Linked DNA regions of Mus musculus: all the other regions are linked to region 4. Evidence: chromatin contacts called from public HiChIP or PLAC-seq and promoter capture Hi-C data. All regions are on one chromosome and are shown on one strand. The core of a region is the stretch at or near the end of the contact, and the rest is flanking DNA. Distances in the headings are between cores, read along the strand shown.

Region 1 (2,700 bases), core at 91-2,590, 200 kb after region 4:
GCCTTGATGGAGCATACTCCTTATTTTACAACTCCGGGATCCCCCTTTAGATTAAAGTCATGTTGTTTAGAACTATCCAGGATTCTCAGAAACTTCTAGACACAGTAACATGATTGTGTGAGGGGTGGGACACATACATCATACATGGCCCTGGCTGTCCTGCTGTCCTGGCTTGCTATGAGATATATATATATTAGATAAATACCAGATTATTTTGGATTTTGCCAATGCTGGTCTCAAACTCACTATTCACCAAGGATGACAGTCCCTCTTGCCTTCACCTCCTGAGTTCTGAGATCTCATATGTGGATCAACTATTTTTATTGGGTTGTCAGCTATTACTCTTAATTTAATAATTAGAGTGCTTGCCTAACATCCAAGAACCTCTTGGTTCAATCTACAGCACCCCATAATACCAAGGGTGATCATGGAACCTGTGACCTTGGTACTTGGGAGATGGATTAAAAAATTCATCACCAGTAACAGTGAGTTCGAGGCAAGCCTACGATAAACTCCTCACAAAACAAACACAGTGTACTAGGCTATACCATGGGTAAACTCCTTTCTTCTGAAACCAGGATCTGTGATGTTTATGTCATGTCCTCTACACTTCAAAGAGTTCTCAGGGAAGCCAGGGAGCTAGATAAGCGTCAAGACCCAAGGGATTTTTCACTGCTGAGCTGCCTTCCTGGAACAGGGACACTGAGTCAGCCCATCCTTCCACACAAGCAAGAGCTAAACCTTTTAAGGGTTAGAATAACTTCAAGGCTAGACACGTGGATTTGATAGGTCAGAAAGAGAAGCAAACAGAAAGAAAGGAAGGGAGGAAGAAAGAAAGGAGAGGAGAGGAGGGGAGGGGAGGGGAGGAGAGGAGAGGAGAGGAGAGGAGAAAAAGAAAAGAAAAGAAAGGAAAGGAAAGGAAAAGAAAAGAAAAGGAAAGGAAAGGAAAGGAAAGGAAAGGAAAGAAAAGAAAAGAAAAGAAAAGAAAAGAAAAGAAAAGAAAAGAAAAGAAAAGAAAAGAAAAGAAAAGAAAAGAAAAGAAAAGAGAAAAAGCAAGCAAGCTCAGATAGCAACAATAGTAGGAAAGCATGAACATCAGGTAGAGAGGATTGGAGGAGAAACTGCGGGTCTGAGCAGGAATGAAGAATGAAGGTGGAGGCAGGAGATGAGATACCAGGAGGGTTTCAGTCTTGCGGACTGAGGATCGAGGACAACACTCAGTTGCAGACGAAAGGACCAGGAGTTGGGTTCCACGGAGAACTCCGGACTTCTTCTTGGAGGCCTGAGCGGCAGGTGCAGAGGCGGGGCCTCGTGGGGGCGGATCTAAAGGCGGAGCCACAGGGGCGGGGCCGACGCCTGCGGCAGGCGGGGTTCGCAGCTTCGCTCCCCAGAGAGCAGCCGGGGCTGCGGAGCTGGAGCTGGAGTCACAGCCGGAGCCCGCGGCAGAGTCGGAATCCGGGGTCGGGCTGGAGCGGGGTCCATCGACATGGGATCCGCAGACTCCAAGCTGAACTTCCGGAAGGCGGTGATCCAGCTGACCACCAAGACGCAGGTGCGCCTGGGGGCCCAGCCTCTTCATCCACCTGCCGGCCCTGGGGGCAGGGCAGGGCCGGGGGGGCTGGGTGAACACGGTTCACCCGAGGGTGGGGTGACCGGCTAATCCAGAGGGGGATGCTGAAACAAGCACCGGAACGGGACTTTTCCTTTGTAACTAGGGCTCCATCCCTGCCTCTGGGAGCCCACCCTATGCCTACTCTCCCCTGGGAACACTCTCCCGGGCACTGCTGCTGCTGCCACCTTAGGCTGACGTGTGCCTACTCCTGGAGCCGGCGGCGACAACGTTATCCGCCCCCTGTCCCGCCCCCCCGGTGCCCGCAGCCTCGCTTAGCCAGCCTCTTCCCGCTCCCACCTACCCATCCATCGCCCCGCTGGTCTCCCTGCCCCTCAGTGCCCATGGTCCCGGACATACAGCCCCGGCTGACTCAATGCAAACAAAGCCGGGCCGGCGCCTGCCTGGGTTGGGGAAAACAGCTGGTGCGCGATGGCAGCGGTGGCAGCGGTGGCCTCTCTGGGCCCTGGCTGATGCCTGAGGGTAGGGAAGGCCCAGGTCTTCCTGGGAGCTCATAGAGTGGCAGGCAGCGGCAGCTGGGTAAGAGGAGCTGTCCTCAGGCCTAGGGAAGCCAGCTTTCCAGCTAGTGATGATCCAGGGGCTTCTCCAGGCCCGGTGGAGCTGATTGGCTGTGCTTTTTGGCACCCGGAATAGGGATTGGGGTTTCGGGGATGAGGAGATTATCATTGGTCTGTTGGAGAGGGAGCCATGGGTAACTCCAGTCCACACTCCCCCCCCCCATCCCCCGTGTCTACAAGTGTCACAGAAGCTGCCTCCTACCTTCAGCACACACCTCTTGACCCAGCAAGGTTCCTTCCCTGTCGTCCCTTCAATCTTTATTTCTGGAAACCAGGCTACTCTGGTTATGGAGATACCAGCAGCCTCTCCAAGGCCCTGCCTGTCAAAGGGCTCTGGACCTACTGCCATCTGGAACCCCACCCCCATCCGACTGTTCTCAGAGCTCTATATTGTTCTTGGCCAGTGTGAGTGGGATCAGGAGAGCTGCCTACCCACAACCAGCCAGTCACAGCCTCAGAGAGCCGACCACTACTCCCACACCCTGTTACCCACCTTGGGAAGGTCAGAGGCCG
Region 2 (2,700 bases), core at 98-2,597, 160 kb after region 4:
CGTGACAAGGTCTCATATAATCCAGGCTGGCTATGAGCCAATTGATTTTTCCTGCCTCTGCCTCAAGTGCTTGGGTTACAGATTCAGGCCACTGTGGCCCATTCTTCCAGGCTTTTCCCAGATCACTCTACCTAAAACTTCAATGCTTAGCTGGGTTTGTTGGTATATGCCTGTAATCTCAGTACTTGAGAGGCAGGAAGATCACTGCAAACTAGAGATCATCCAGGGCTTTTAAAGAGCTTTTCTCACAACATGTATCAGTACAGTGATACATGCCAGTAATCTTTACGCGTGGGAGATGAACGTGGAAGGATCAGGAGCTCATAGCCACCCACAGCTATGTAGCAAGTTCGAGTCTAGCCTAGGCTACATGAGATCCTTTGTCCAAACAAACAACAAACCTACAACTGTTATTATCTCTAGCTTCACCTTTGCCTTCTGAGTCTTACTATCTCTGAAGTATCATATTTAGTGTTACTTGGGTTTATTCATTTATTTTTGTCTGTCGCCCTCCAGTATACGAGCTTTACAGCCTTAGGATTTCTGTTTTACTACTCTCTGCCCCAAATTAGCACTGTGCTAACAGCATGCTCTCAAAAGATGTCTGCTGAATGAGGTGCGAGTGGATGAATGAAAATACTTGATGCTCTTTCAATCCTACAGGTGCAGCTCAATAGATGCTCTCTTTCCTGCTCAGGCCCCACGCAGTACCACTACATGACGCAGGCTAAACATGGACCCTTAGGGACCAAACCAGCTTTGTCTCAGGCTTCCTAACGTTACTAGGGTCAAAAGACTGGGTAACGTCCCAACTTGCGGATCTCAGGTTTTACTACTTTCAAGGTCCATAATGCACATCTTCCCATATAATGTGAGCCTGAAGGCCGGGAAGCAAACGTGGACAAACTAACGATCTAGAAAGACGCGTATGTGGCGGCTCTCTCCCAGGGTCTGCACTACCCGAGCCACGAGGGTTGCAATCACACTCTACAGTCCCAGCACATCCCGCACCTCCGGCCGGGTTACTAGGGCGATCAGTTCCTCCTGGGGCAACCAAAACCTTGCAAGCCGCCCGGCTTCCTCGCGTCACCTAGCAGCGGGAGGAACCGCCCTTTCCGTCCCGCCTTTCTCGGCTCACCGGGACCTTCCAGGCGGTATCCGCGCCCTTGGACTCGGGGTACAGCTTGTCCAGGCTGTAGATGCTCTGGAACGTGGTGCCGTCTACCTGTCTGTGCAGAGCCCGGCGAGCACAGCGCGCGGGCGGCGCGAGCAACAACGTTCCAGTTCGGCTCAGGCCCCAGCGTAGGCCCCAGGCGGTCGCCATGTTCACCTCCCAGGACCGCTTCCGGTGCTCACTCTTCCGGCGGTCCGCCAGCCTTGGCTGAGCTGGCTCTTAAGTTCCGCCGGGTTTCTCGGGCTCCGGGCTGTCCACCTTGGCGGTGATGGTGGGAAGTGGTGCGCACCCAGCTGACATCTGGTAGAGGTTGACCGGCAGATAGAGACCACCTACGGGAGATTTTTCTTAAAAAGATTCCTGTATGGGTCTGACTGAGCGGTGCTCACCTGCAGTCCCAGCACTGCTCTCAAGGCTAAGGCAGATGAGAGCCTAACCTAGTCACATAGCCCCTGTCATAAAAATAATACATACATGGCCAGGCGTGGTGGCACTTAATCCCAGCACTTGGGAGGCAGAGGCAGGTGGATCTCTGAGTTCGAGGCCAGCCTGGTTTACAGAGTGCGTTCCAGGACAGCAAGGGCTATGCAGAAAAAAAACCCTGTCTTGAAAAACCATAAAAAAAAAATAATAATAGTACATACATACACACATACATACATACATGGCCAGGCCTTAATCCTTGCACTTGGGAGGCAGAGATAGGTGGACCTAGGCTAGCCTGGTCTACAAAGTGAGTCCAGGACAGCCGAGGCTTCTATACAGAGAAACTCTGTCTTGGAAAAATCATTTTAAATGTGTGTGTATGTAAACAAATATATAAATGCATAAATACATAAACAAACACTGGATCTAGCATCCTAGAAACACCCTTTTCTCTTTTTTGAGTCTGTTCTCCTTCCCTGGACCCTTGAGCAACCTAACTAGATACAGCAAGGACGACCTTACCTGCTAAGCTCGGACTTTCCCTGCCCTTTCCTATCCCTTGTTCAGTGTGAGCCACATTCCTAACTTGCTTTAGATAGATGAGTGGATAGACAGTCAACCAATCTTTGTGTGTTCGATTTTGAGCTTAAGGGTTGGTTTTGTGGTATTTATTTAGGCAGGTTTCAATTATGTAGCCCTAGCTGGCCTGGAGCTCACTATATACAGCAGGTTGCCTGCCTCTCAGTCCAGAGCATTGGTATTAAAAGCTTACCCAACCAGGTCTGTCTTTTGCTTGTGTTTTGAGACAGGGTTTCAACCTATTTAGCTCAGACTAGTCTTGAACTCCTGACCCTCCTGCCTTCACCTCACAGGTGTTCAGATTTGTACCACTACTCCAAGGCCCAGTCTTATGTTCTAACATATTGCCTGTCTCCAAGTTAGAATGTAAGGTCTCTGCTGTATCCCAAACATGCAGAGTGTGTCACATCACAGACATACCACGACTGTGGGTCAAGTGAATTTCATGGTAGTTCACGTTTTTGTTGTTCTTTGGTTTGGTTTTTCTTTTTCTTCTTTTTTTTTTTCCTCATGACAGTATT
Region 3 (2,700 bases), core at 144-2,643, 230 kb after region 4:
CCCCACCCCCTACTGATCAAGAGCCCAGATGGCATTTAGCATCTCTGTGATCTTGGCTAAGCTACTTAGTTTTTGTAGTCTGGATCCTTTGTAGTCCTTTCAGTGAAGTGGATGAGCAACTATGGAACACTAATGCCTGGTTCTCTCTGTTTCACCCCCTCACACTCCATCTAGTTCCCATCCCGACATCCCCTCCCCCGACCTCCCCCTTCACCCCAACTCTGTGAATGTTAGACCAGTGCAGTACCGCTGAGCTGTATCTCCAGCCCGACAAGTTATTGAATGAATAAATAAAAGAATGGATACATGATACCTACCCTCAAGAGTTTTGTCAGACTTTAGCGATTTGATGCATGAACATACACGAAGAGCCATGCCCGATAGAAGTGCATGAACCTTCCTATAGATCAAGATCCTAGAGGGACTAAAGGGTTGGAGTTTTCGCTCAGACTGCAGGCCTTGGGAACTGGAAGTGTGGAGACAGTGGAGAACCGAGTTCCAGGTCCTCTCCCTTCAAAGGGCACTCTGGTGGTTTCCCCTGTTCCTTGGTTCAGTGCTCTACCAGCGGTTATCAAGGGGGCCAATGCTAGGTGTTAGGGTGAGCATCAAGGGGTCCAGAAAAAAAGAGCTAGAACGAACGCACTTGGAACCAACTAGAACTCTGCCACCCTTGGCACGCCTCTTGGCACGATGCCAGTTCAAGAGAAGTCCTAGACACCAAACTGGTTTATGGGCTGCGTTCAGAGGCAGCCAACGAAAGGAGATGAGAAAGGAGATGAACCGTCGGGGCCATGGGACCGGTGCTCCGAGGGAGGCTGCAAAGCACTGGCAGGGAAACTTCGGGATTTTGTTCAGAGCAACAGGTTGGGGGAGGCCTAGGCAGCTTGAGTATTCTTTTAGCCAACTATATATCCAGGTTTCTGACTTCGTTCAGGCCTGGGCACCCTCTTTGAGCTGTGAGGACCCTTGAACCCAGGGGTGAGGTAGGGAGAAGGATGTAGGCGCAGAGCCAGAGTTGGGGTGACACAGAGGGAAGAGCTTAGGGTCGTCCCACTCACTCTGCCCTGTCCAATCCTTGGAGCGCCTGACTCATGAACCCCCACTTTGGAGCAGTGAGTGTGAGGATGGGCTTCCAGGAAAGGTTCAGTCAGCTGTCCTCGGGCGCTCGGGGTGGGGGGGGAGGGGGTGGTGGAGATCCCAGCTCAAGCTAAGGAATCCTACCTGAAGTCTGCGAAGCCATGGTCGCGGGCTCCCCACCTCTTGGGTTGCAGCGCGGATCCTCCGTCTTGGTAAGGTCCCAGGTGCCTTGAGACAGATGCCTCGACGCCCTTTCCTCCCTCCGACCCCCCCGCGAGACTGCGCAGTCGCCGCTCGGGCTCCAAGGCCCATCGATTTTTCTGTTGACATTGGGAATCTCATTAATCCCTCGTTAATTACTCCGTGGGGGCTCGGGCACAAGTCGTGAAGCCAATGACGAGGCAGAGAGGCGGGAGGGCGTGGCAGGAGGCGTGGCGGACGCCGGCTGCAGGGTCTGGGTGGGGGCAGCCCCCCAAGTGGAATGGGGTGCCTAGTCGTCAGGTCCGAACAGAGAGCGAGCTGGCTTCAGTCCATACTTGCCTGTGGCGGCTGAGCTGTGAATGGGAACCTCTCTTCTCCGGGTCCAGGTCACATATTTTCTACACCCTGTCTAGCTGATTGAGCACCAAAGCGGCTTCTCAGAATCATCTCCTGGTCTTACATTGAAACTGAAGTTGGAGTGGGAGACACCCAAGGTGGGAGATGGTGTTTAAGGATTTGGGGGGCAGGGGCAGAACGGGAGGAGGTAGTCCTCAGGACCTTCTCTGGTCGTCTGCTTCTTGGCTCCCCTTTTTCTCTCCCTTATATCCCCATCAGTCTTTACAGCCTTAAAGATCATGGACTTCTTGCCGATGTCTCCTGTTCTCACCCCCAAATGTCATCACTCCCACCTGGCTCTCCCTCCCTTCTGGTTCCGTCCAATCTCCCGGGCCTGTGAGATGTGTAAAGGCACCCAACAAGCCTGATGACCTGGGTTCCATCCCTGGGACCCATAAGGTGAAGGGAGAGAATTGATGCTGCAGGTTGTCCTTTGACTTCCACTGATACACTACGCACACGCACGCACCACATTAAAATATAATTTAAAAATTTTAAATAAACAAAACAAGCTTAGCAATGCACCCTAGCAATCCCGGTACTTGGGTGGGGCATGGCCATCTGGAGTTAAAGGTCATCCTTGGCTACACAGGGAGTCAGAAGCCAGCTGCCCTCCATGAGACCCTGTCTCAAAAACAAAAAAACAAAAAACCACCTCGATGTAACACAAAACCAACTCTGACCCCTCTAGCTTTTGGTGTTACTCCCACCTCCCTCCGTCTCAGTACACAGCTGTGGCCGTGCAGAAGTCTTGTGGCTTTGGAGAGCATCCTCTAGGACCCCAAGCTGAGCCCAGGGAGGTAAGGACTCTCCCAGCTCCTGTTAAGCTGGGGGCACCTGCTTATTCCTACAGTATGTTCCTGTGATACTCATGACCCTCACATTCCTGAGAAGGAAAACTGCTGCTTAGGGTTAATGGGGTTAGGCTCAGTCGGGCAGGAGGATTACCTCCTGTGATTCTATAGCACAGGAGGGTAATAATGGCTGGCAACAATCCATTGTGTATTTCTCAATGGCAAGGAGAGG
Region 4 (2,700 bases), core at 144-2,643:
CTGGCTGAAATTTCCTGCCTTTAATCCTAACACTCAGGAAAAAAGAGCAAGTAATTTCTGAGTTCAAAGCCAGCTTGGTCTAAACCAAGTACCAGGACAGCCAGGCTACACGGAGAAACCATCTCAAAAAACCAAAACCAAACAAGAAGTACACAGGCAGCTCTTCCAGAAGACCTAAGTTCAACTCCCAACACCCCATATGGCAACTCACATAAATATAGAGTTCTAGTTCCTAGAATCCAATGATCTCATTTGGCCTCTGCGGCACCAAGCACGGAGTGGTGCACAGTTATGCACGTAGACAAAATGCCCATACACAGACTATAAAATTTAAAAATTACTTAATGTCAAGTGTTGAACCACACACCTCAAGTCCCAGCACTCTGGAAGTCGAGGGAAGAAGATGTAGAATTCAAACCTACACAAAGATTGCACAAAGACAAGCCCACTAGGACTACATAGGGGCAACTTGTCTCAAAATAGCAAAAAAACAAAGTTTCAAAAATAAAAATATTGCCAAATAACTCCAGTTTCCTGCCTCAGAGAGTCAACCAATGTGCCAAGACAGATGTGAAAAAGAACTGCCTACCTGTTTGGTTGAAGGAAGTTTCACACAGAAGCATCTCGCCGGGGCCCCAGTCAAAACACATTTGCTTCTTCTTGGAATTCACACCTGGAATCCACTAGTAAGACATAAGGAGGCACAGGAGCTGTTAGCCCTACAACTGTCCATTCAACTTCCAAGTGTAACTGCGAACACCATACACCAGGCGAACAGCCTAGGTCGTATCCAATGATGCTGTGCACATATTCAGACATATACACACTTAAAAAAACATTTTCTAGGTGCAAGAGGAATAGAATACAACGCGACAGAAACTAGTCTATTGTCTCCCGTGAGAACAAATTATGCATTTATTAAGCCTCGGACTAGGACAGCAGGACAGGGAAAGGCCAACTCATCCCTTGGAGTGACCATGTGGGGCTTACACCAATCTCATTCTAACGCCCAAGGGGGGAAAACTAGAGAAGCAGAAAGGTTATAAAAACAAGGGTGATGCAGTGGGGTTTCCGCGAGCCGGCCAGTATTCACAGGACCTAGGGACCACTATTGCCATAACCTAGTTCCCAGTTAACCTGACATTCGGGATGGTGGCAACTGTGTCCAGGGAAGAAGCGTGCGTCCCGCATGTAGGGAGGCAGCCTGAAATGACCAAAGAAACGTAACCCTCACAGTGCAACAAGCCAAGCCACTCCACTCCGATCGCCCTTACAGTTACTGCGGGCTCGCAGTCGAGCTCCTCCATAGCGCCGTGCCCCCCGCGGCTGGGACCCTGCCGCGCGGCCGCTTCTCTGCGCTCAGGCCTCCCGCTCACAGACAGCTGCCAAAGAGGACCCCCTCCAGGGCGGCTTGCGCAGCGCCTGCAGACCTTAGCGCAACAGATCCCTTCGTCTTAGCCAAACACAGCCCCTTGAAGCCTTTCACACATGTTCCACTATTCTAACCTATACAACACATCATGAAAACGGCTCTAGGGCCCACGGGTCCTCAAGGAATGTTCCCAGTAGATCAGGCGGCGCCACAGACAGTCCCACACTAGGTGAGGGAAAGGTCCCCGGAGATGGCGGGAGAGGCGGTGGCTGGGAGGGTGTGCGCATGCGCAGAAGCGTGCTGGCGCATCTATTTCGATTGGAGAGCTACTCCGTCTCTGTAATCCTACTTTATCTCTTAGCGGTAGTTGTGATCCCTCCCTCCTGGTCTGTTATTAGAATATTCTCAGTCCCTTTTCCGAACTCCGACCAGTATAATGCGCTTATTTTGGAATTAGTCTCGGACACATGACATCCGTAAACAACGGGACTTCAATCTTTTATGTACTGGCAACTTTTCTTTCTTTAGGATTATTCTGAACTATTTCTACCTTAAATTGGTGGTCATACATGACTTGGAAGTAGGGCATAGTAACATAAGCCGGAAGATGCAGCACTTGGGAAGTAGAGACTGAAAAATCGGGAGTTCAGAACCAGCCTTAGCTACATGGCAAGGTTGAGCTCGCATCGGGGCTAACTGAGACCCAGACTCAAAAACCAAACTCCCACAAACTTTAAGGAAATAAAGGAAAACCTTTCTGTCAAATTTTTATCCAAATCCTAATCATCAGTGATTTAGGGAGCTAGAGTGTTGGCTCAGTGGTTAAGAGCATACGCTGTTCTTCCCGGGGAACCTGGATCAATTCAAAGCACTCACATACATGTGGAACAGTCCCAGGCAATCTGATGCCCTCTTCTGGCCTCTGTGGAACCAGGCACACACATGTAGTACACAGACATACACAAAACACCAGTATATATACAATAAAATAAATTTTATAATTAACTTTTTAAAAAAGATTGCATGTATGTGAGTAAACTGTCACTGTCTTCAGACACACCAGAAGAGGTCATCAAATCCCATTACAGATGGTTGGGAGCCACCATGTGGTTGCTGGGAATTGAACTCAGGACCTCTGGAAGAGCAGTCAGTGCTCTTAACTGCTGAGCCATCTCACCAGCCCTTAGTCTGTCTGTCTTTATTTTTTTGTTTGTTTGTTGGTTGGGTTTTTTTTTTTCTGTTTTGTGTGTGTGTGTGTGTGTGTGTGTGTGTGTGTGTGTTTGTTTTTCGATACAGGGTTTCTCTGTATAGCCCTATGCCTCCCTAGT

Evidence for each region. HiChIP or PLAC-seq counts read pairs in DNA pulled down with a chosen protein or histone mark. Capture Hi-C pulls out chosen DNA fragments and counts their contacts.
Region 1: a contact with region 4 is called in a promoter capture Hi-C map of liver. The contact joins the promoter of Hid1 here to the promoter of Nup85 in region 4. A contact is called at or near these places in 12 of 39 promoter capture datasets (the 3T3-L1 cell line, 3T3-L1-derived adipocytes, the C10 cell line and 7 more), 2 of 15 datasets of contacts at CTCF or cohesin (large pre-B cells and pro-B cells), 14 of 484 Hi-C or Micro-C datasets (the 63-12 cell line, B cells, CD8 T cells and 7 more), 11 of 115 datasets of contacts at active chromatin or transcription factors (the 230-238 cell line, the SCID.adh cell line, T-cell acute lymphoblastic leukemia and 5 more) and 3 of 9 other capture datasets (adipose tissue, liver and pancreatic islet).
Region 2: a contact with region 4 is called in a promoter capture Hi-C map of adipose tissue. The contact joins the promoter of Mrpl58 here to the promoter of Nup85 in region 4. A contact is called at or near these places in 15 of 39 promoter capture datasets (the 3T3-L1 cell line, the C10 cell line, the HPC-7 cell line and 10 more), 5 of 484 Hi-C or Micro-C datasets (embryonic stem cells, erythroblasts, regulatory T cells and 2 more), 10 of 115 datasets of contacts at active chromatin or transcription factors (the 230-238 cell line, the SCID.adh cell line, effector CD8 T cells and 6 more) and 3 of 9 other capture datasets (adipose tissue, liver and pancreatic islet).
Region 3: a contact with region 4 is called in a FOXA1 HiChIP or PLAC-seq map of pancreatic cancer cells. The contact joins the promoter of Otop3 here to the promoter of Nup85 in region 4. A contact is called at or near these places in 4 of 39 promoter capture datasets (the 3T3-L1 cell line, hippocampal neurons, liver and 1 more), 1 of 484 Hi-C or Micro-C datasets (nephron progenitors), 1 of 115 datasets of contacts at active chromatin or transcription factors (pancreatic cancer cells) and 3 of 9 other capture datasets (adipose tissue, liver and pancreatic islet).

What each region holds. Positions count from the first base shown.
Region 1 is chr11:115,366,396-115,369,095 of GRCm38.p6, reverse strand. Hid1 (HID1 domain containing) reads left to right here and starts at 1,340. Exons shown (of 19, transcript NM_001346774.1): 1 at 1,340-1,552. The coding sequence starts at 1,487.
Region 2 is chr11:115,402,399-115,405,098 of GRCm38.p6, reverse strand. It overlaps Mrpl58 (mitochondrial ribosomal protein L58), which reads right to left and starts at 1,347. Exons shown (of 6, transcript NM_001347645.1): 1 at 1,139-1,347. The coding sequence starts at 1,324.
Region 3 is chr11:115,333,424-115,336,123 of GRCm38.p6, reverse strand. Otop3 (otopetrin 3) reads right to left here and starts at 1,393. Exons shown (of 7, transcript NM_001347647.1): 1 at 1,222-1,393. The coding sequence starts at 1,240. It also overlaps a transcript of Ush1g not described here.
Region 4 is chr11:115,563,137-115,565,836 of GRCm38.p6, reverse strand. It overlaps Nup85 (nucleoporin 85), which reads right to left and starts at 1,393. Exons shown (of 19, transcript NM_001002929.4): 1 at 1,275-1,393; 2 at 590-683. The coding sequence starts at 1,307.